Linked DNA regions of Mus musculus: regions 2, 3 and 4 are each linked to region 1. Evidence: chromatin contacts called from public HiChIP or PLAC-seq and promoter capture Hi-C data. All regions are on one chromosome and are shown on one strand. Each heading gives the region's core, a stretch centred on a gene start, on an enhancer-like site or on the middle of the called end of the contact. The rest is flanking DNA. Distances are from core to core; before and after follow the strand shown.

Region 1 (5,293 bases), core at 1,236-3,735:
CTCTGCCTCCCAAGTGCTGGGATTAAAGGTGCACCACCACACCCGACATAATTCTTAACATTTTTAGGTTACAGTTTACAGTTATTATTAAATCAAACAACCTTTTGCCAGAATAACTTTTAATAATAAATGTGGGGGGGGGGGGCTAAGCTAGGCAGTGGTGGTGCACACCTTTAATCCCAGCACATGGGAGGCAGAGGCAGGTGGATTTCTGAGTTCGAGGCTAGCCAGGTCTATAGAGTGAGTTCCAGGACAACCAGGGCTACACAGAGAACCCCTGTCTCGAAAAACAAAACAATGTTGGGGGCTAAAGAAGAGGAAAAGGCTTATGAGCCCCCACCTCTAACTGAGGAGCTATGAACAGTTCATGGCCCCCTGGGGTGGATAGGTCCGTTTTCTTTAAGGGTGTGGCTCCTGGTAGGTCAACCCCATTTTAGTAGATGGCCCCACAACCAGAAGCAAAAGAACGGGACAAAGTGAACCCAATGGGTCATTTTTTAAGGGAGTTGGAGGATAGAGATGGTCCCATGGTTGAGAGCATTATCTGCTCTTGCAGGGGACCAAGGTTTGGTTCCCAAAATGTACATGGTGGCTCAGAACCATCTAAACCCCCAATAACCTCTTTTGGCATCTAGAGGCATCAGGCATGCAAGTGGTACACAGACATACATGCAGGCAAAACATCGGTACACATAAAAAAATAAATAAAACTAAAAAAAAAAAATTTATGTTAAAAAAAAGAAAAGGAAAGGAAAAGGAAGGAAAAGAAAAGAGAAATGGACACTTCTACTTTGTGGTCCCTGCGTAACATCATTCTACCTGCAAAGAACTCTGAAAAGTGAAACACTAAGTTTTCAGTCTTCAAAGGCAGAATTCCTACTTCAGTGATAAGTTTGATAAGCAAACATTTGAATAGAATTATTTTGTATTAGTCTCACTGATAACAGGCTATTACAAATCATGCCAAGTGTTAAGCATAGAATTATATGTTCTTTACCTGTTCCTCAAGCCCGTCCCATTGCCACAGCCGCCGCCGACCAACGTCTGTATGGAAGGTAAAGCTGACCGGCTTAGCTGCTGCCGACTGGGACCCCGCCTTCTACTGGGCATGTCCAGGAACCAGGTAATTTCCAGTGCCACCTGAAGTTGCCACCCAGGCTGATGACTGTCAACTTATTTCAAATCTGAATAATATTAAAAAAGAAAGAAAGATTGTAACTTTTTCTAGAAGTCAGTATAACAAGCAAATGTTAAAACTCAGTGAGCAGATCTTATAAAATCCAGATTGAATTTTCAAATAAATGTTCCTGTCCCTATATACTGCTTGGATCTGGGGTAAGGTCAGAGGTTTAAATTCTGAGCTCAGCTGTATTCAGCATTAAGGCAACTCCCGGCTGGTGTCTTGTCTTGCTGACTTTTTCTTAAATAAAACAAGACTACAATCTACAAGGTGGCATTCTACAAGAAACACCACAACTTACTCGATTCTAATTTGCAATTTCACATTAAAATCACTTGAAATACAGGAAATATCTCTGTCCAAAATATGAGGTTGTTATCAAGGAATCTGACTAAGATTTGCCGCAGGTTTCTGACCTTGACCAAGTCATTTAACCAGAGTTTGTTTCTTCATTTCACTCAAATGGTTGCCCGTTTCAGAAAAGCTTCTGTAAAACCGCTAAGAAATTAAATGAACGTGCAAAATTAAAGGGCTAAAGAGATCTTCAGGGGGGAGGTGGGCGGACGACGACATTATGTTTTCCTCAATTTCGGCAAACATGGTTCTGCCAACATATACCACGTATTTCCTAAATACGACTAAAAATACTCTGAAAAAAAAAATTTTTTTTTTTGCTTAACATTACTACTGTAGAGGGATCCGAGGTTCCCTAGTCCACTGTAGGCTAACAAACGCCAGGTGGGACAAAGACTCCAAACTGTTAAAGGCAAAGAAAGCTGATCCCTGCTCAATTAAAGAGAAAGTACGGTGAGGGCAAAAGGCTGGGGCGCATCAGCGTAAGATTGTTCGAGGTGGAAGGCGAGAAACCACAAACTTGACTGGACTAAACCTCCAAGACGGAATCACCTAGTGGTCTCAGGCCGGCGGCCGAAAGAGCCGAAGCACGCCAGGGCCGGCGAGATGACAAAGCAGGTTAAGTAAAACTCACGCATGGGACAGGCTGGCCACGGAGAGGGATCCCTGGGAGGAGGCGGCGGCTTCACAGCCGCGACCCCGGGCACCCAAACTCACTCCCTCCTCTAAAGCGCTCCAAAAACAGCTGCCGGGACGCAGGCAGGATCCCACTGGACAGTCGAAGAAAGCTCTCGGGTCGCTAGGTTACCAGACCCAGACCGGGAGTCCGTGCCAGAGCCAGAGCTAAAGTCAGAAGCACAGTCCGACCCCATCACCAAGACTCATCATCCTCAGCCTCCATCGCCCGGGAGCTGAGGAGACGTGGCAGCGCACAGCGATGACGTCAGCTCTGCGTCGCGCTGGCCCCCGGAAACAGGCTTGCGGCCAGCAGAGCTGGCTCGCCCTCCTCCCGGCGCACCTGCGCAGTGGGACTCTCCGGCGCCCGGGCTTTCCGGCCCATACGTGCCCGGCGGAGTTTTTCTGTTTGTTGGTTAGTTTGGTTTTTGGTTGTTTTTTTCCCCAAATTTTCCCTGGCTCCAGTCAGCTAGTGTCTAGAGAAATGCTTGGAGAAGAGAAGGGAAATTCGGAGATGCCACCTAAGATCACGTCTTTCATATGCAAACGACTGTGACAAGCACGTCGGACGCCTGCCCCTTGCAGGGACTGAATATTAAATAATGAACTAGGTAGATAATAGAAATAAAGAATGAGTTCTAGAAAAGTTAAGTCTAATAAATAAGAGAACGCAGCAACAAGCTTCAGTAATGCTGTTAAGAACAATAAATTCACAGTTAGAAGTATATCTGAGCAGAGCAGTGGTGGCGCACGCCTTTAATCCCAGCACTTGGGAGGCAGAGGCAGGTGGATTTCTGAGTTCGAGGCCAGCATGGTCTACAGAGTGAGTTCCAGGACAGCCAGGGCTACACAGAGAAACCTTGTGTCAAAAAAAAAAAAAAAAACGAAACAAAACTACATCTGAGGTCCAGGGATGGCACTAGTGCCAATACTGTAAAGGGTCTGAAGCTCCAAAGATGAGTAAGCTGTTTTCCGAGGACAGTACGTGGTAAATAAAAAGATATGGAGTCTCAATTGTACAGCTTACTTTACCATGCTGAGTTCAATCCCTAGCCTTCACCCTACCCCCCCCCCCAAAAAAAAGATAGGCAGCCCAATGTTGCCCAGAACTGTCAGTAGTTTGATATCAAAATGAAGCAAGCCTGATAGGGCTGGAGAGTTGGCTCAGCAGTTAAAGAGCACTGAATGGTCCTGAGTTCAATTCCCAGAAATCACATGGTGGCTCACAACCATCTGTAATGGGACTTGATGCCCTCATCTGGTGTGTCTGAAGACAGCTACAGTGCACTCACATATATAAAATAAATAAATCTTTAAAGTAGAAAAAGGTAAAATAAAGAAGAATAAGCCTGGTGTGCCGGTGGAGGCCAGGGGGATGCAAATTATAACTACATTGAGATGCCATCTCACCTCAGTCAGATTTGCTATCATCAAGAAAAAAGATAAATAGATATAAATAAATCAAAATGTTGGCTAGGATGGAGAGGAGAAGGATCCTTACTCACAGTTGGTGTCAGTATAGAAAGGTGTAACCACTGTGGCCTTCATGATGGAGGTGTTTGAAAATGAAAACAAACAAAAATCACAATGACAGGACCTGGCTGTACCAGTCCTGACCATATGCACCCAAAGATAGTTGCACATCCATGTTTACTACCGTTTCATTCACAACAGCAAGGAAATTGAGTCAGTCTACATGTGCATCTTCAGATGGGTGGATCATTAAAAAACCCACGATGGTTTTTACTAAGCTTTAAAGAAAAATGATGATAGAACTGGAAAATATTATATCAAGTAAGGCAACAAGTTTGAAAAGAGAAATGCCACGTGTTCCCTCACATATGCATATTGTTTATGTGTGGGGGGTGGGGTGGGGGGGCATGTGAATGCCAGGCCAAGAGTGTGGAGGTCATAGGACAACCTTGGGTACTTTCCACCTAGTCTGAGACAGTTCTCCTTGTTATTGGTTGTTTCGTATGACAGGCTATGTGGCCTTTGAGCTTCTGGGGAGTCTCCTGCCTCTGCCTCCCATCCTCCCACAGGCCTGCTAGAATCAGATGTCTACTACCACATCCAACTTGGCATAGCTCCTGGAGGACTCCTGGCCTCACGTTTGCATCACAAGCACTTTACACACAGCCTCTCCCCAATTGTGCATCTTGAATTGTATACCTGTGTGTTTGTGTAGAAAAGAGTATGGATACCAATCAGGGAACTAGAACTCGACCCAGAGAATGAGAAATGAGGCTTTAAGGAAGCAGCAGGTGAGGGCGGGTGAGATGGCTCAGTGGTCAAAAGCACTGACTGCTCTTCCAGAGTTCCTGAGTTCAAATTCCAGCAACCACATGGTGGCTCACAACCATTTGTAATGGGATCTGAAGACAGCTACAGTTTTTTTAAAAAGGAGGAAAGTGAAGGAGGAAAGGTACTGTACTAGCTGGATGTTAGCAGGACAAGGGGACAACCAAAACTAAGTAGGTGTGAAAATGTGACAAGGACACCCTTTATGGTAATTAAGAAGTAAATTTTTGTTTTTTTGGTTTTTTTTGTTTTTTTTTTTCCGAGACAGGGTTTCTCTGTATAGCCCTGGCTGTCCTGGAACTCACTTTGTAGACCAGGCTGGCCTCGAACTCAGAAATCTGCCTGCCTCTGCCTTCCAAGTGCTGGGATTAAAGGCGTATGCCACCATGCCCGGCAAGAAGTAAATTTTTAGAAAAAAAAATCTGCCAAAGGAGAAAAATCAAAATGAGAATTCCCATGAGATCATCCCCAGGCGTCTATCTTTGTATCAGCTGTAGGATTAGTCAACGTCTATTAGAAACTGTAGCCGCCACCCCCACCCCTGGACTATATATCTCATCTAAATGTCACAACCAGGTTGGAGATAGAGCTTAGGGATAGAGCGCTTGCTTAGCATAAGTGAGCTTCAGAATTAATATTCCCCAGCACAGAAAAAGGAACAAAAACTTCAAGGGGTAGCAGCAGACGTCTGTGCTCTCAGCCCATTGGAAGTGGAGATAGGAAGTTCCAAGACTGCCTTGGTTACAGAAGATCCTACCAAAATAAAGTAAATAAACCCACAAA
Region 2 (5,293 bases), core at 1,266-3,765, 200 kb before region 1:
GTCAATTCAGATCTCGAGCTTAGAACACACTTTCTAAGCAGCATCAGGAAGAGGGAAAAGGTCCCCTGCTGTCTGCCCAGGAGGCCCTTGGGATCACAGCTCTGACTTATGGGCTTTTGAATAGTTAGGAATTTCTGGGCAATGGGTACATCTTTACCATCAACACACACACACACACACACACACACACACACCCTGGCACCATTTAAGCCCAACTCTGCAGCCTTAGGACCTGCTGGCCTGGCATGTCCAGGAACTACACACAAGTGCGGGTTTCCAGGTCAGCCCTGAGAGCAGAGCCCCGGGAAGGTCCCTTCTCTGCTGTTCACCTGAGTCTGAGGTCATCGTCTTCTCCTCCCCATCCCCAGTAGTTGTTAGAGAATCCATTCACCTTGAGAAACTGTTCCCTGCTGAGGGCAGTGACACCCCCAAAATATTTACTGTAACGCAACCTGGAGCAAAAGAGAAAACAGAGAAGTGACATTTAGCACAAAGCCCCTCTGTTCCCCCTCTGGTTTCGGGGGCTAGCATTCCAGGAACCCTTGGGAGATGGTTCACCTCCACCCATTTCAACTATCTACTCTTGCCTCATGTCTCCCTGTACTGCTGGCCTTTGATCTGCTGTTGGGTGACCCCACTAAGTAAGGTGACCCACGTGCCTGTTATCAATAACACTGGTATTCAGTATTGCCTTAAATGTGAGTGAGAGAATCCATCCCATGTAAAGGCTGCTAAGAACACCAGGTATGTTCAGCATCAATGAGTCTCATGATAAATATACTCCCCCTCCCCCTTTCTTCTTAGGGTAGAGAAGAGGTGTAAATCAGGAGACAGTTCCAGTCCGTGCTTTGATTGTGCTCACTCTGCAAACCACCATCTTAAGAGTCTGCTTTCTACAGAGATCAACAGGCCACCCCCACTCGGCTGAACTGCGGGCTTGGGCAATCAGATGGAATGCAGTGTCTTTCATGAAAACTGAGTATGAAGAAAATCGTTTGGTTTTGAGAGCAAGACAATGAATTTATTCTTAGGCTAAATTTGAGACGTTCCTAGGGCTTATGCCAACGGGCAATGGAGGAAGGGTTCACGTTCACAAGACACCTGTGCGGAGATAACTCAGCAGCTGTGAGTACCTGAAGACCGTGGAGTAGGAGACACCTGGACGACTATAGAATGAGCAAGAAGAGTTGAACATCCGCTGAACCACTGTTAAGACTAATAAGGAGAAGAGGAAGCCAAAGGCCTAGGACAATAGGGTGGGAGGAATGTCAGAGAGTAGCTCCCAGGATAAAAGGACTCTTATCCCACTGACCTGTCAGCAAGCTGGGCTAAGGCTAACCCTTAATACAACTCTGGCATCCTCCCAAACTGCAGCTGGAGGGAGCTACTAAACAGAACCATGTGACCACAGAGACGATTTCAAACTTTTCACGGACTTCAGCCAACTAAATACCGATGTTTTCCAGACAAAAAGAAAACCCAAAAGAATGACACTCAATACACTGTAGACATTTCCAACCTAACACCTGGTATCCCCAAAGCTCCTCTGAGGTTGAGTGGTTTCTATGCTCCTCATACAAACTAGTCCCTATGTATCCCATAACAGTTAGAGATATAGTTATATTTATCAACTTTTACCATGAAAATACCTGCGGGAAACAATCTTAAAAGAGGGCAATTTTATTTTTGCTCATAGTTTCCTTCAGTCCATGGCCAGCTCGCTCCATTGCTGATGGGCCTGTGGCCAGTGAGAATATCACAGTGGAAAAGATATGGTTGGTAGGGACGGCTACTCACTTCATGACAGTTAAGACACAAAGATGAGGACGAGGAACAGGACAATATATAGTCCCTGGGGACACACTTCTAGTGACCCGCTTCCTCCAAGTCTAAAAATACCCACAACCCCAAATCTAAAAATACCCACCACTTCCCATTAATGTCATAGGATTATAAATCCATCATTAATCACTGATTTGGTCATTGCCATCATAATCTGACTGTCTCTGGAGATGCCTTCCCAGGCACCTCTGAGCTATATCCAACTGATCTTATTGCCCCCTCTCAGTCTAGTCAAGTTGAAAACCAAGACTGACCATCACGATCACATTCATGAACTTAACAATGAAGGGACTCTTAACTATCATAAAACAAAACAAAACAAAACAAAACAAAACCAAAAACAGCTACATCAGGGCCATGTGGATAGAAATAGTGGCCCCACATAACCTCCTAGGCAGCAAAGAGAAGTTTTTATGAGAGACCTGGCATGCATGCTCTAGAAGGGACTGCTAGTACTTACGATGCTCCAAGTAGCTAGCTGAGAGCACAGGATTACCGGGGGCCTTCCCTCCTAGAGCTCTGAACTGAACAACCCCAGGTTCTTAGGAACCACAGCCACAGCAAGAGGAGCAGGGTCTGGAAGGACCCAGATGTACAGATGAGGGAGGATACGGTGTGAGACCCTGGTGAGGAAGTGCGTAGGCTAAGGAGCACTGAGCCCAGCTTTGCTGTGGGGAGGAGCAGCAGATGCCTCCAGGGAAACCACAGAACTGCTCTTACCGTTGTTATCCAGCAAACGCCTCTGTGTGTACTGACTTTTGCTTTTGATCCTTTTTCTGGAAGAGGGTACATTTTAAGAGGCCCTCAAGTGAGTTTACAACTATATTTTAAAGGGCTGTAAGGTCCCCAGAATGAGGAAGATGGAGTCATACAGTTACAATGGAGTCCTTGGAGAAAGGAGGCGGGCACGGAGGAGTTATTAGCAACAAAATTCACCATGAATCTGAAACACTTGGGCAAGGTACTTTAACTTCCTGCCACTGAATGTGTGGCAGGTGAAAACATTTCCATTTGGTTTGGTTTGGTTCTGTTTCACAGTCCAGGCTGTTTATTCCTTTTCGTACCTTAAGCTACAAATTCATACAGGATTAGCTCCAGCAGCTCAGACTCCTACGAAGTGTCCAGCTCTGGGTGGCGCAGGCTGGTACTTTAGCTGATCCCAGGTGCCCTTCTCTTTGGCTTCCTTGACTTCTGATCCTTTTCCTTCACCCCTTCCAGGAAGCTGTCTTTGGTCTCAGAGTACTTGATATGCTCAAGTCACACATGAGTTCTCTTGGCAAGAACCTTGCCCTTAACTTGCTAGCTTACAATGATTCCCACAGCACGCTGGGTGGTGATGTAGACTCTTCCAGTTTTGCCACAGTCACACTTAAGGGACATTTCCTTATGAACAGTGCCCAGTCCCTTGATGTCAACAATACCAACCTCCTTATAGATTCGCATGCATGAGGCAAAAGGAACAAGTCCATATTTCCTACAAGGCCTAGAGAACAGAGACCCAGTGTCCCTCCTCTTCCTCTTTGTGATTGTAGGCGAAAACATTTCTTATACCTACACCCATGGGGCTGTTGGGACAATGAAGAAGCCAGAGCTCAGTGATGTTATAACACAGTGATACAGAGCTGCCATCAGAAGTCACGGAGACCCTGAAACTGAAATTGCCTGCCACCTGCAGCAGAATTTTGCCCAGGATAGCAATGGTAAGGAGGTGCCACAAAAGGGGCGGGGGGGGGGGGGGACTGGCAGGTGGGCATGTGCATGATCCATACAATAAAACTGGACCAAAGTAAGATCTAAGTCTGAAGGGATGGGTAAGAAGTACAAAGCAAATATAACTCAGTGGTGGAGAACCTGCATACTGCAAAGGCCTCATGTTTTTCTCTCGTCAGCGTGTGTGCACGCATGCACACACATACACACTCTGGGCCACCGTTTTTCTCCGAGCTTACATTTAAATCACAAGGTAAGCGTATTCGATTCTGCAAGGAAGACAAAGGCTTGCTGATGGTGTCTGGGAAGAGCAGCAGTGTCTGGCCAGATGTAAGGGAAAGTTAAACAGCAAGCTAGGTACAGGCCATCTCTTAAAGTGCACAGTCTCTGATGGAGGCCATGATGGTCACACCAGAGTGTAAGGTCAAAATCAGGTCCCAGTGGACAATTATCTCTTCATGCTGATGGCCAGGTTAACACCATGATACAATGTAGACTCTCTCAGTCCACAGCCTGTCCTTAATCCCCCCTCCCACCCACCCACCCCCCGCCACCTCCTCCCCTTGAGTAATTAGAAAAAGGAATGGGGCAGGAACAGAATGCCTAAAGTTAGGAGGTTAAGAGTCGGTCACAATTGGGCATGTAACCTGATGACATTTCCTCAGAGAAGGAGAGAACACCGAGGTTAAGTGGACCCTCACCTCTTGTTCCTGTTGCTCCTCCCAGCCTCATGGTCTAAGTACACTCCTAAGTGCACGTGACCTTGAGGTCGGGGGAGATGCTAAGTTAGAGAGGCTAGGGAAGATCAACCCGAAGCGCTGCCATCTGTGTGGGCACAGGGACCCTGACCTCCATGCTGACTGCAGACCTTCCAGGAAGGCTGCTTTCAGGTCACCTGTGCTCCTGCCAGCAGCCTCTCACGCATGGTCTGTAAGCAAACCTCAGAAGCACACTGCTGGAACTCTGGTGGAATCAAACTGTGATTTGTCCCGGGGACCTCACAAGGAAGGGGTTACGCTCCCACCGAAGAGGACTTCTCATGGGAGTCACAAAAGCATCCTCTTAAGTGATCCAAAGTAAGAGACCTACTTCGAAAGAGCAACACAGGAGCAAAGACCAAGGAAGTTGATCAAGAGTCGGTCAGTTTCCCTTTCTCGCTCTGCAGGGTCTGGCAGTCTCCCACCCTCTTTTCCAGGTTAGTTTTAGTTTCACACACACTTCCCCCTCCCTCCTCCTAACTGACTGCTTGCGGCTGTGTGCTCTCCAGCTCCACGCAGATGCCTGCATCTGCTTCTCCATAGGAACTTCCTGTTTCCTTGCACCAGCACTTTCTCTGCCTCTCCAGACTGGCCTCTTGGCCCCTAGCCTAGTGGCATAGCTCCACAGGAGTAGCAGGCCTTGGAGGAAGGTGACAGGGAAGTGTGTGTACAGTCAGCTTAATTTACATAGAGCTTACCTGCATCTGATACATCCCAGCCGGTTATATTTGACTAGGAGCTGGTATTAAATACAATTAAAGGTCATATTCCTCTATTGGGAGACAGCTAGAGAGCGGAAGGATGGATGGTGGAATTTCCCATGGCAGCTCTGAAAGGCAGGAACTTGTCCTGGATATCCTGGTTCCCAAGCAGTCTACGAAGGTGGACATGTGCGGCCCCGCCCTTTCCTAGAACTCTGGCAAGATGTCCCCAAAATAGACAGGATGTTCAATTCAAACACTGGCCTAGAGGGCGCCATGGAA
Region 3 (5,293 bases), core at 1,582-4,081, 180 kb before region 1:
TAAAAGCCAGGCATGGTGACACCGGCTTTAATCCCAATGACACAAATGTTTGTTCCCCAGCCTTCTCATGCGCATGTGCACATAAGTATGTACCCCCAAAAAATGAGTGTTTAAAAGACCCTAACTACGGAGGAAGAGCTTACCATAGCCAAGTAAAAAAATAACATGAAAGTGTATACGCAATCCCAATTGTGCAGTACATGTGTTCATGATAGCAACCTGTACAAAACAGCAGAAATAGTCACTGAGACAAATTTAAGGAAGCTGTGTTTCTAATTCACTGTTGGTATGGCTCATTACCAGAAACAAAGCTGTTATAAATAATTTTTAAAAGTAAAAAATAACTAGTTGTCCTTTAAAATATCCTAAAATTTTTAAATGACATTATTATAGACAGGGGACAGTAATGATCAGTTGCATAAAGCTGGTGGCAACTTGATCAAATAAATGTTAAGAGGACCTGTTCTAAAAATGCCTTTCAAACCCCTATCTACACACATACTTTTATCCTCAGTGTGAGTGTGTGTGTGTGTGTGTGTGTGTGTGTACTTCAGCATTAGCCAGAGAAGCCTGTACTGTGTACCCTCTGTACTCTTCTTAAAATACCTATTCCTGGGTCCACACCCATTGTTTCAATGGTCTGGGGTGGAGCCAAGAAATTTGTATTTTAAACAGGAACCTGGGTAACTCTGATGGTCTTTAAAAAGAAAAAAAAAAAAAAATAGCCAGAAGTCGCCAATGGTTCACAGTTATAATACCAGCACTAAGACTGAAGCAGGAGGATTACCCACCCAGTTCCAGGCCAGTCTGGACTGCATTCATGAGTTCTAGGCTGACTTTCTTTGGATGGTCCCAGTATGGATAAAAGGACTTCCAAGAGACGTTTGTTTGGTGTTTGGTTCCCAAGGCACACACTATTACCAGCACAGCTCAGAGAAGGGACTAAATACCTATATCAAGTGGCACACAGAATGTAGTAACGGAGCCGCCGTTACGGCCCTCCCTACCTATTCTTCACCAAACAGTTCGGCATGGTCAGCAATTGATTTTGAGATGCCCCCGTCCCCCATCAAAGTTGTGGACCTCTCTCAAATGCGGTCAGGGGTTTGTGCTATTTCACGGAGTTTTCAGTGTCCACACAGAGGCCAAATCTGTTCTTAAAAATTCACTTTAAGAACAGAAGAAAAGAAAACCCCCAATGTAGGAGCTAGAGAAAGTACCCAAGAGCTGAAGGGGTCTGCAACCCTAATGGTGGAACAACAATATGAACTAACCAGTACCCCCCAGAGTTTGTGTCTCTAGCTGCATATGTAGCAGAAGATGGCCTAATTGGCCATCATTGGGAAGAGAGGACCCTTGGTCTAGCAAACTTTATATGCCCCAGTACAGGGGAAAGCCAGGGCCAAGAAGTGGGAGTTGAGTGGGTGGGTGGGGGTGGGGGGTAATAGGGGACTTTGGGGATAGCATTTGAAATGTAAATGAAGAAAATATGCAATAAAAAAGAAAAATCCTAAAGAAAAATGTCAAAATCATTATTACTGTTAAGAAAAAAGAAAAGAAAAGAAAAGAAAAGAAAAGAGAAAAGAGAAAAGAGAAGAGAAGAGAAGAGAAGAGAAAAGAAAAAAGAAAAGAAAAGAAAAGAAAAGAAAAGAAAAGAAAAGAAAAGAAAAGAAAAGAAAAGAAAAGACCATCAACAACGCAGTGTTTCCTTCCCAGGAGGTGCATTCCTCCACGCTCTGGCATGGGGGGGGGGGCGGGGGGGGAGCGGGGCCGGCAGCCTTCAACTCTATCTTGAATTTCACTTTCTCAAACTGAATCATATCTGACATTCCTTGAGTTTCATATATCCTCTGAAGATTCATTACACACACACACACACACACACACACACACACACCAGTTAATGAATTTTTTTAAATGAGACCGAGAGACCTTTTTTCAACTCTCAAATTACCACCTTCTGTCTGCTCTTTCATTACCAAACCACTGGGGAGATCAGCCCGCGCCCGGAGCACCCCCACATCCTCCTGCCTCCTGGCTCACTTCTGAACACTTTGCAACCCACAGGCACCAGACTTGGCTAATACCCTCCTAAGGTTACCTCCCCGCAAAGGCCTTCTCTAGATACTTCTCTCCCACACCCTTCAGCACCCGAACTCCTAACCAATCGCCCTTATCTAAGGGAAACCAGAAGATCCAGTGATGCAGATCCACAGACCCTGGAGGGAACAGGTGCCCGACCTACACACAGCAGGTGGGTCTCAAGCCCTTCAAACCCCATGTGAGTGCCCCTGGCTTGGCCGAAGGTATCTCGGGCCCTTTCAGGCATGGAAGTACAGATCAGATGAGCTGTTTCCCCAGGTGAAAGGCTGTCTGACCCTGACCGAGAAGGATGGGCCTTTTCCAGGTAGAGGCGCCGGGAGACGCAAGCACCCGGACGCGGGACGCGGCCGGATGCACCCTGCATCTCCCCGCTGCGCGCAACATCTCCCCAGCTCTGAGCTCTGGGGCGCCGGCACGGGAGCCGGAGCCCCGCCAAGGTGGGCCTCTGCAGGCCCCCAGCTCGCCCGCCGCTCGCTCGGCCGGCAGGACAGCAGCGCCGAGGCCTGAGCGCGCAGGCTCCGCGTCCGCCCGGCACCATCCCGTGGACCCACCCGGCTCACAGCCCGACGATGGCCGCTCGGAGCGCGCAGCAGCGGAGCTCGGGCCCGGCGTACTCACCCCGGACGCGGCCACCGGGAGGCCGCCCGGGGAAGGGGAGGTGGTGAGGAGCAGCCCCGGGGATCGCGCTCGTGGACCGCCTGCGCCGCCGGGAGGCGGCTCTGCAGCCCCGGCTCCGCCTCGCGCGCAGCGCCATCGAGGGGGCGGGTCTGCCCGGTTCTCTCAAGACCTGGTGCAGCCTCCCTCCGGCCAATCCCACCACGCGCTGCGGGAGCTTGAGAATTAAAAGGGGTGCACACCGTAGTCTTTAGATCACAAACCGTACTGAGGATAACTAGTTAGGCTCCGGGCGCTTCTCAGATTCCATCCCCGGGGACATCACCGGAACCTGGAAAAGAGATCATATCCCAGTGCTTTACAGAGCAGGAAAGTGACGCTTTGGACTTACAGGAATGTGCAACCTTTTGACTTCTCTGGGCAACATTAAATGAAGGGTGGCTTCAGGCCACATCATAGAATCCAGAAGTCTACAGTTACATGTTTATTTTGCGTGACACTACCAGGCGACATTGTCATTTATAAAGTTCATGTTTGAGAACCCTGAAATCGAGCACACAAACACACACACACACACACACACACACACACAAAACCACTTCAGCCTTCATAGTAGTTTAAGTAAGTTTACAGTTTGTGTTGGGTTGATTTTATAGCCATCCTGGGGCAAGGGTTAGACACATCCTCAAGAAAGTCTAAAGTCCTGATAGGTTATAGCCTGCTCAGCCATGCATTGTACCAAATTAAAGACCAAATGATATTATGCGAATCATAATATTTCAAATATAATCATAATAATCAAATTAGGCTAAAATTGATAGAAAACTAATGGTGAGGTCTTCATAGGCGCACAACAGTCTGCATGCTGCCAGCTCTCTCTGAGAAGCTACATGAAAATCACCTGATCCATCGCAAGTGAAGCAAGGGTGCTCAGCCTGTGGGTCGCGACCCCCGTGTGGAGTTGCATATTTGATATTTATAGTTCGTAACAGTAGCAGAATTACAGCTATGAAGCAACAAGGAAATAACTTTATGGTTGGTGGTTACCACGACATGAGGAACTGTATTAAAGGGCGGCAACATTAGGAAGGGTGAAAAGCGCTGCTCTAAAAAGGAGCAAACTGAATCAGTCCTGAGGTACTGGGCTTTAAACAGGCCTAGGACCATTTTGATGCCACTTATCTGTGTCACCACTGTGATGGAATTTGGAGCCTGTAGTCCGAGCCTCCTGCATCATGCTGACCCCTCTGAAGAGCACTGGGAGGTGCTGAGACTACTATACCCTGGCAGAAGAAACACTGAAATCTCTCAGTAGAAGACTGGTCTCCCTTCTGTCCCATGGAGTTCAAACAGATACAAGTTAACAATTTTAAAATGTTTTCATTTATTTGTGTATTTACTTACTGTTTAGTGCTAAGGAAAGGAATCAGGGCCTATCCTACCTGCTACAAATAGCCACTAAACTACACACAGTTATCACCACTCCCAGTCCTTCCACACAGGCACACTTTGAGTTCACAGTCTTTTTTAAACCATTATACCAGTTAGTTTTTGTCAACTTGACATAGACTAGAGTCATCAATTGAGGTATCATCTCCATCAGACCAGCCTATGAACTGATTTTCTTGATTAGTAATTGATATGGGAAAGCCATCACACATTAGATGATGCAACTCCCAGAACAGGTGGTTCTGGGTTATATAAGAAAGTAAAGCAAGCAAGACAGCAATCAGTGTTCCTTTGTGGTCTCTGCTTGAATTCCTGCCTTGGCTTTCCTCAATGATGAACCCAAACATCGAACATGTAAGGTTAAATACAATCTCTCCTGGCCTGGCTGCTTCTGGTCATGGGGTTAATCACAACAGAGAACAGACTAGAGCAATCACCAAGCACAGGAGGTTTCTCATGAATGAAGGCAGAAGTGATACCCCAAAGAGATAGATTTAAAAGTGGGATTTAACATACTTTGAACAGCTAGAGATCCATGAAGCAGGCTTTCATTGCACCAAAGGAAGATAGTGTCCTGGTTAGTTGTTTGCTAACTTGACAAAAGCTAACGTCATCCAAGAAGAGGGAACCTCAACAGAGACAGTGCTCCTATCAGATTGGCATGGATGGTATTTTCTTTCTGAATAATTTATACAGGACGTTCCAGCTCACTGAGGGTGGTGCCAACTGTAGGCATATGGTCCTGTTTTATATCAGAAAGCAGACTGAGCAAGCCATTAACCAGTACTCCTCTATGGCCTATGCTTCAGTCCCTGTTGTTGGTGTCTGCCTTGACTACCCTTTATGATGGCTTACAACTGTAAGCTTAAATAAGCCTTTCCCTCCACAAATATATATATATATGTGTGTGTGTGTGTGTGTGTGTGTGTGTGATTTTACCACAGCAATGAGAAGATAGGTAGCAGGCCAAGACAGAGAATGGTACCCAGAGTGGGATTTTGCTGGGACAGACCTAATCATAATGTTTTCAGGAGGAACAGTAAGGATGGGAGTGGGAAAACAAAAACAAGACACTCTAAGGATTAGAGAAACAATTCTGGTCCTTTGCACTGGGTTGGAAATAGTG
Region 4 (5,293 bases), core at 1,072-3,571, 130 kb before region 1:
TTGTCCTTGGATTCTGTGCTTTTGGGGTCCTGTCCTGAGATCTCTTCTCTGTGGTTTTCTTCTAGTTATTTCATAATTGGGGGTCCCCCATTTCTCTTCAACCCATTTGGAGTTGATTTACTATGAGGGGAGAGGTACAGTTGTTGTTTTGCTGTTATGCATTTAGATATCGAGTTTTCCTAGAACAACTGATGGAAGAGACTGGCTGTATATAGTCTTGGTGCATTAGTGAGAACTTAGCTGGCTGTAAATCTGTTGGATTACTTCTGGAATTGGCATTTTGTCTTGTTATTTTGAGTATGTGGTTTTTGAGTTTTGGTTAATTTTGTTTTGTTTTTTGTTTTTTAAATGTCAAACATGCTGTTTTGGTCACTATAACTTGGAAGTATGGTTGCACATAATAATGAAAAGTAGGTATTATTAGTAGCTTCACTTCTTAGGCTTTAATTATTTATGTATTTTGTAGTGATAGAGATAGAATCCAAGGCACTGAGAAAGCCAGGAAAGTTCTCAATCACCAAGGTAGACCCAGTAGATGTTTTTAATTATGGCAAAATATGCATAACATAAGATATAGCATTTTACCATCTTGAAGTCTACAGTTCAGCAATACTGAACACATTCACATTCTTTTGTTTTGTTTTGTTTGTTTTTTCAAGACAGGGTTTCTCTATATAGCCCTGGCTATCCTGGAACTCACTCTGTAGACCAGGCTGGCCTTGAACTCAGAAATCCACCTGCCTCTGCCTCCCAAGTGTGCCACCACTGCCTGGCCACAGTCACATTCTTTCGCAATGGCCACCATGTCCATCATCTGAATCACTTCACCTTCCTTAACTGAGCCCTGTCCCCATTGAATGCTAACTCTCTGGTCTCCCTTCCACAGACCCAGAATCCCCAATCTAGTTTCCATCACCAGGGGTGTGGCTCTAGAGACTGTACAGGCATGGGAGGGAAGTAGTTGTCTGTTTGTGGCTATATTCCTTAACTTATAAGACCACTATTTTTTCAATGATAAAACCACCTAAGTAATAGTTCAAAGTTAGGCCCATCTCACTCTGTTTAACTGTGTGATCCCATCTAAACTTCCCCTGTAGGCAAACAGAGCTATCAGCTGACAACAGTGGAGAACTCACTGTTCAGGCAGCCCATGTTCAGATCAAAGAGCCAGGAGAACAACCTGGTATTATGAGTGACACATGAATAACCCCAGAATCTAGGAGGCTGAAGCAGGAAGATCTCAAGTTCTAGACTCCCCTGAACTATAGATTATAGCAGATTCCAGGCCAGCCTGTCTGGGCAGTAAGACCCCATCTGGAGCGAACTGGTTAGACTTGACTTGGTAGGACCTCAGGGAGAATAGTTGGAGATGGTGAAAGAACAAACATTCCAGGATCACCAGATGGTATACGAGAAAGGAGATTCTCAAATACTCAACCAGATGATTCACCCAGTTCAGGAGGCCTTCCTTGATGAAGGAATTTATAGACCCTCACCTAGAGAGCCTCTGAGTCCTCACACTTTATACAGGCTCAAAGGCTCTGGGAGGTTAAAGGCACCATCAATTATGCTTACCATAATGGTAAGTAAGTATTCTAATCAGCTTCAGTCTTCCTAAAACAAACTTAAAATTTACTAAAGAGATGAGCTTCATAGAGCAGAAAAGATATTTCTGAAGGACAGACACTTGAGTGAGATGGGGTGGGGGCGAGGTATCTGGCATGTCCTAAAATCCCACTGGGCAGAAAGTGAAAGATGGAAGGACCTGGCATGGAGAGTCCAGACGCTTCACCTCTGCCTCTAGGTCCCAGCATTGCTGCCCATTCTGATGCCAGCACAGACCAGCTGGTCACTCATTCCCACTCCCAAGGTTTCCGCCCCTGTAAAACCTCTACTACCTCCCACCTCCACCAGCTGTCAGCATTCCTTGAGTCGACACAAATGAGCCCCTTGCAAGCTGTGACCATTGACTCCTTCTCTGCAGTAGGCCTGCAGGGCTAGACTCTTCCTTAAGGCTCTGAGACAGAGGCATCTATATCGATGTCCAGCTTCTAGGAGCCTTGGCTGTGGCCCCATCATATCACTTGTGTTCATTCCCTGCCTTCTCCCATCAAATCTCCATCTCCCTCCTCCACTATCTAGAAAGACCCCGTGGTCACAATAAGACCACTTAGGTTACCCAAGAGAACTTCCTCATCTCAAGAATTATTTTAGTTGGTCACATGTGCAAAGTCCCTTTTGCCATATAAGGCAGCAGTCAAGGATTTCAGGAATAAGGATGTAGACCTCTTCGAGGGAATGGGGAGAATTACTCAACCAACCACAAACTTTTTATTTTTTCTTCTAGAACATATGGTCAGTTCCATGGTAACAGTAACTTGCTGTTATAGGTGCAGGATGAGAAGGACATCCAATGCAACCGATATTTATGATACTCTTACCACGCATCAGCCACTGAGTCACAAGGAACAGAGGAGCGAACAAGCATTTTCTGTCCCTAAGGGAGAAGATTCATAATCTCATCCCAAGCTGTTCTTCACACACATCCCAGTAGGAAGTGGATGACATCAAGTCTGACTCAGAGGAGTGGAATTGGTGTTAGATGAGTGGTCTCTCCCTGAAGGGAAGATACTTTAGATTAGAGGCCCTGGGTACACAAAGGCATAGAGGTATAACACAGTCACGCCAGACCCATATTCTCAGGAGACCACTAGGGAGAAGGGGCTTCCTTGCATGGGCTATGGTTGTAGGAACAGGTACTGTCTGACCAAGAGTCTTCCAGGGAGAAGAGAACAGTTGGGACAAACCTGTCGCCCTAAGCACTCAAACGATCAAGGAGGAGTCTCAAGAGACCCACACTTTAAAACTACCATGTCCCTTTTGTGGTTTCTGTCACTGCTGCTGAGAAGACATTGTCCCCAGTCAAGAAATAAACTTCTTTCGATTGGAGGGACATCTGCCTCTAGGTAATTATAAAGCAGAGTTTCAAAGTTTGTCCCTTGTATTTGTAATCTTAGGAAGTATGGCTTCGCTCTGTCCTGTGGACGATAACCAGAAGGATGTTCAACTATTCAAATCCAAGTCTCCTTGGAGGTGAAAAGCTGTATGACACCTCCCTCCAGCTGCTTCCTGGTCATGCTCCTGTTCCATCCCCCTTTTTGCCCTCCAGTGCTTTTAAGAATGACTGTCATCCCTCCACAAGCAGATATCTACTGTTTTTTTGTTTTGTTTTGTTTTGTTTTTTCTGATTTCTACCTCATTTAAGCTTGGCCTTCCATGGTTCTGGTCCACTCAGTGGCTGTCTCTACCTCAAAGCAGTGTCCTTTTCCCCCTTCCCTGTCTTTGTCTCTTGGGAGACTTCAAGGTTCCTTGGCATTAGCCCCCCCCCCCCCCAGCCCAGTGCCCACCTCCTCCTCTAAAACTATAAAAATTCAAAGTAATTAAGCCTTACTTCACCAGAGGGCAGATACTCAAAATGTTTTTATCACGTGTTACTAGAAAACAGAGCATAGATGGGAGCAAGATAGGGTGTGATGGTCACTCGAGAGGGCTCCAAAACAGCATTCGCTCTAGAATCTCATCACGTCTTTACCAGAGTGGCTCTTGCTTTGTGTGTTTCACTTCCATCCCAGACTTCACATGTCTTGATCCCCAGGGTATTCAAGATTAGGTAGTAGGGCCTTTAAGATGTGAGCCCAATGGCAGATCCTAAGGTTAACTGACAGTCTTTTCTCTTGAGGCATCACGGAGCACCAGGCTCGTTAGCTTCCTGCCTCTCCGTAGGATTTGATTGCTTCCACTCACACAAGATCCCGCTATCACATTATAAGGTCCTTACCAAGGCTGGGTCATTGTTAGCACCATATCCATGAACCTCCAAAATGGTCAGCCAACTTCTTTAATGAAGTTAGCCTGCCTTGAGTGTGTTTCATTGTACTAAACCAAAAACCAATGCAGGTCCTCTGGCACTTTTTCTGTGACTCTGTTTGCTTCCGGGTGAAACGTCAGAATCTTGGTATCTGAGATAAACACCATGATCAAAAGCAACTTGCAAAGCATTACTTCCACTTATGTGTCCCAATCATCGTTCATCATCATGAAGAGAACTCAAGACAGAAGCCGGAGGCAGGAACTGGAACTGAGACCGTGGGGAAGCATTGCTTACTGGCTTGCTCCCCATGGCTTAAGCAACCTGCTTTCTTATAGCACCCAGGACCACCTGCCCAAGGGTGTAACCAATTGTAGTGAGCTGAGCCCACCCAAATCAATCACCAATAAAAAAATGCATGACAGACATGCTACAGGTCAATTTTATGGATGCATTTTCCCAATTCAGAGTCCCTCTTCGGGCCTGGAGAGATAGCTCAGAGGTGGCCATCAGATAGTGACTCACAACCATCTGTAATGGGATCCGATGCCCTCATCTGGTATGTCAGTGACAGGGTGCTCATATACATAAAATAGATAAATAAGTCTTTTAAAAAATGGCCCTCTTCTCAGATATGCCTCTAGCTTGTGTCAAGTTTGAAAAAACCCTATCATACACTATGAGAGGATTTAGAAAATATAGAGTCCCATCTCACACAGTTGTCACTTCATTGGTCAGTTACCCATCTGGCCTGATCTATTGAGTAGAATCTTTTGTGTTGCAGAAAGCTCCCTAGTGCCGTCGAATGTAGCTGTTAGTAGCCATATCTGACTATTGAGCCGTGAATGGTGCCAGGGTTACTGAGAGAATGAAGTTTTTCTTTTAATTCATTTAAATGCATATAGGGCGTGTGGGCCCTTGCCCTTGCATTGTGCTGTGGGCATGGGTACTGATGTTTGTGCATATACTAAAAATACACATATAAGATGATTCTCATCACTTCTTCACACCCACACACAAAATGATAGGTTGCTATGGTAGTCAGAATGTCTAAAGCTGCCATGAAACACTATGACCACAAAACAAGTTAGGGAGGGAAGAGTTTATTTATTTGGTTTACACTTCCATATCGGTCGCTGTTCTTCGTCAAAGGAAGGCAGGACAGGAACTCAAGCAGAGCAGGAAGGTGGAGGCAGGAGCTGATGCTGAGGCCACGAAAGGATGTTGGTTACTGGCTTGCTCCTCATGGCTTGCTCAGCCTACTTTCTTATAGAACCCAGGACTACCAGATCAGGGGTAGCACCATTCACAATGGGCTGACCCCCCCTTCCCCTCCCCCTCCTCCTTCCCCTCCCCCTCCCCACCCCATCTCTAATTAAGAAAATGCCCTACAGCTGGATATTATGGAGGCATTTTTCCAATTGA

What was found. HiChIP or PLAC-seq counts read pairs in DNA pulled down with a chosen protein or histone mark. Capture Hi-C pulls out chosen DNA fragments and counts their contacts.
Region 2: a contact with region 1 is called in an H3K4me3 HiChIP or PLAC-seq map of bone marrow-derived macrophages, with 2.4 times the contacts expected there. The contact joins the enhancer-like site here to the promoter of Tmem39a in region 1. A contact is called at or near these places in 1 of 39 promoter capture datasets (the C10 cell line), 4 of 115 datasets of contacts at active chromatin or transcription factors (the 230-238 cell line, bone marrow-derived macrophages, memory CD8 T cells and 1 more) and 4 of 9 other capture datasets (adipose tissue, liver, macrophages and 1 more).
Region 3: a contact with region 1 is called in a promoter capture Hi-C map of adipose tissue. The contact joins the promoter of B4galt4 here to the promoter of Tmem39a in region 1. A contact is called at or near these places in 9 of 39 promoter capture datasets (the C10 cell line, cranial neural crest, frontonasal cranial neural crest and 6 more), 1 of 15 datasets of contacts at CTCF or cohesin (CD8 T cells), 1 of 484 Hi-C or Micro-C datasets (LSK cells), 11 of 115 datasets of contacts at active chromatin or transcription factors (the 230-238 cell line, bone marrow-derived macrophages, embryonic limb bud and 7 more) and 4 of 9 other capture datasets (adipose tissue, liver, macrophages and 1 more).
Region 4: a contact with region 1 is called in an H3K4me3 HiChIP or PLAC-seq map of bone marrow-derived macrophages, with 2.4 times the contacts expected there. The contact joins the enhancer-like site here to the promoter of Tmem39a in region 1. A contact is called at or near these places in 3 of 39 promoter capture datasets (cranial neural crest, macrophages and neural stem cells), 1 of 484 Hi-C or Micro-C datasets (bone marrow-derived DN3 thymocytes), 7 of 115 datasets of contacts at active chromatin or transcription factors (the 230-238 cell line, bone marrow-derived macrophages, embryonic limb bud and 4 more) and 4 of 9 other capture datasets (adipose tissue, liver, macrophages and 1 more).

What each region holds. Positions count from the first base shown.
Region 1 is chr16:38,560,006-38,565,298 of GRCm38.p6, reverse strand. Tmem39a (transmembrane protein 39a) reads right to left here and starts at 2,485. Exons shown (of 9, transcript NM_026407.3): 1 at 2,169-2,485; 2 at 998-1,184. The coding sequence starts at 1,110.
Region 2 is chr16:38,758,228-38,763,520 of GRCm38.p6, reverse strand. B4galt4 (UDP-Gal:betaGlcNAc beta 1,4-galactosyltransferase, polypeptide 4) reads right to left here. Exons shown (of 7, transcript NM_019804.4): 5 at 330-452. Among named protein-coding and RNA genes, the nearest start is that of B4galt4, 19 kb to the right of the region's middle. Within about 2 kb of position 2,515, at least 58 of the 459 cell types and tissues checked have an H3K27ac peak or open chromatin away from gene starts, as enhancers often do. A contact at or near this core is called in the 230-238 cell line and bone marrow-derived macrophages, where this site is marked.
Region 3 is chr16:38,739,797-38,745,089 of GRCm38.p6, reverse strand. It overlaps B4galt4 (UDP-Gal:betaGlcNAc beta 1,4-galactosyltransferase, polypeptide 4), which reads right to left and starts at 2,831. Exons shown (of 7, transcript NM_019804.4): 1 at 2,722-2,831.
Region 4 is chr16:38,692,344-38,697,636 of GRCm38.p6, reverse strand. The region is part of intron 1 of Arhgap31 (Rho GTPase activating protein 31); the gene reads left to right. Among named protein-coding and RNA genes, the nearest start is that of Arhgap31, 18 kb to the left of the region's middle. Within about 2 kb of position 2,321, at least 42 of the 459 cell types and tissues checked have an H3K27ac peak or open chromatin away from gene starts, as enhancers often do. A contact at or near this core is called in bone marrow-derived macrophages, where this site is marked.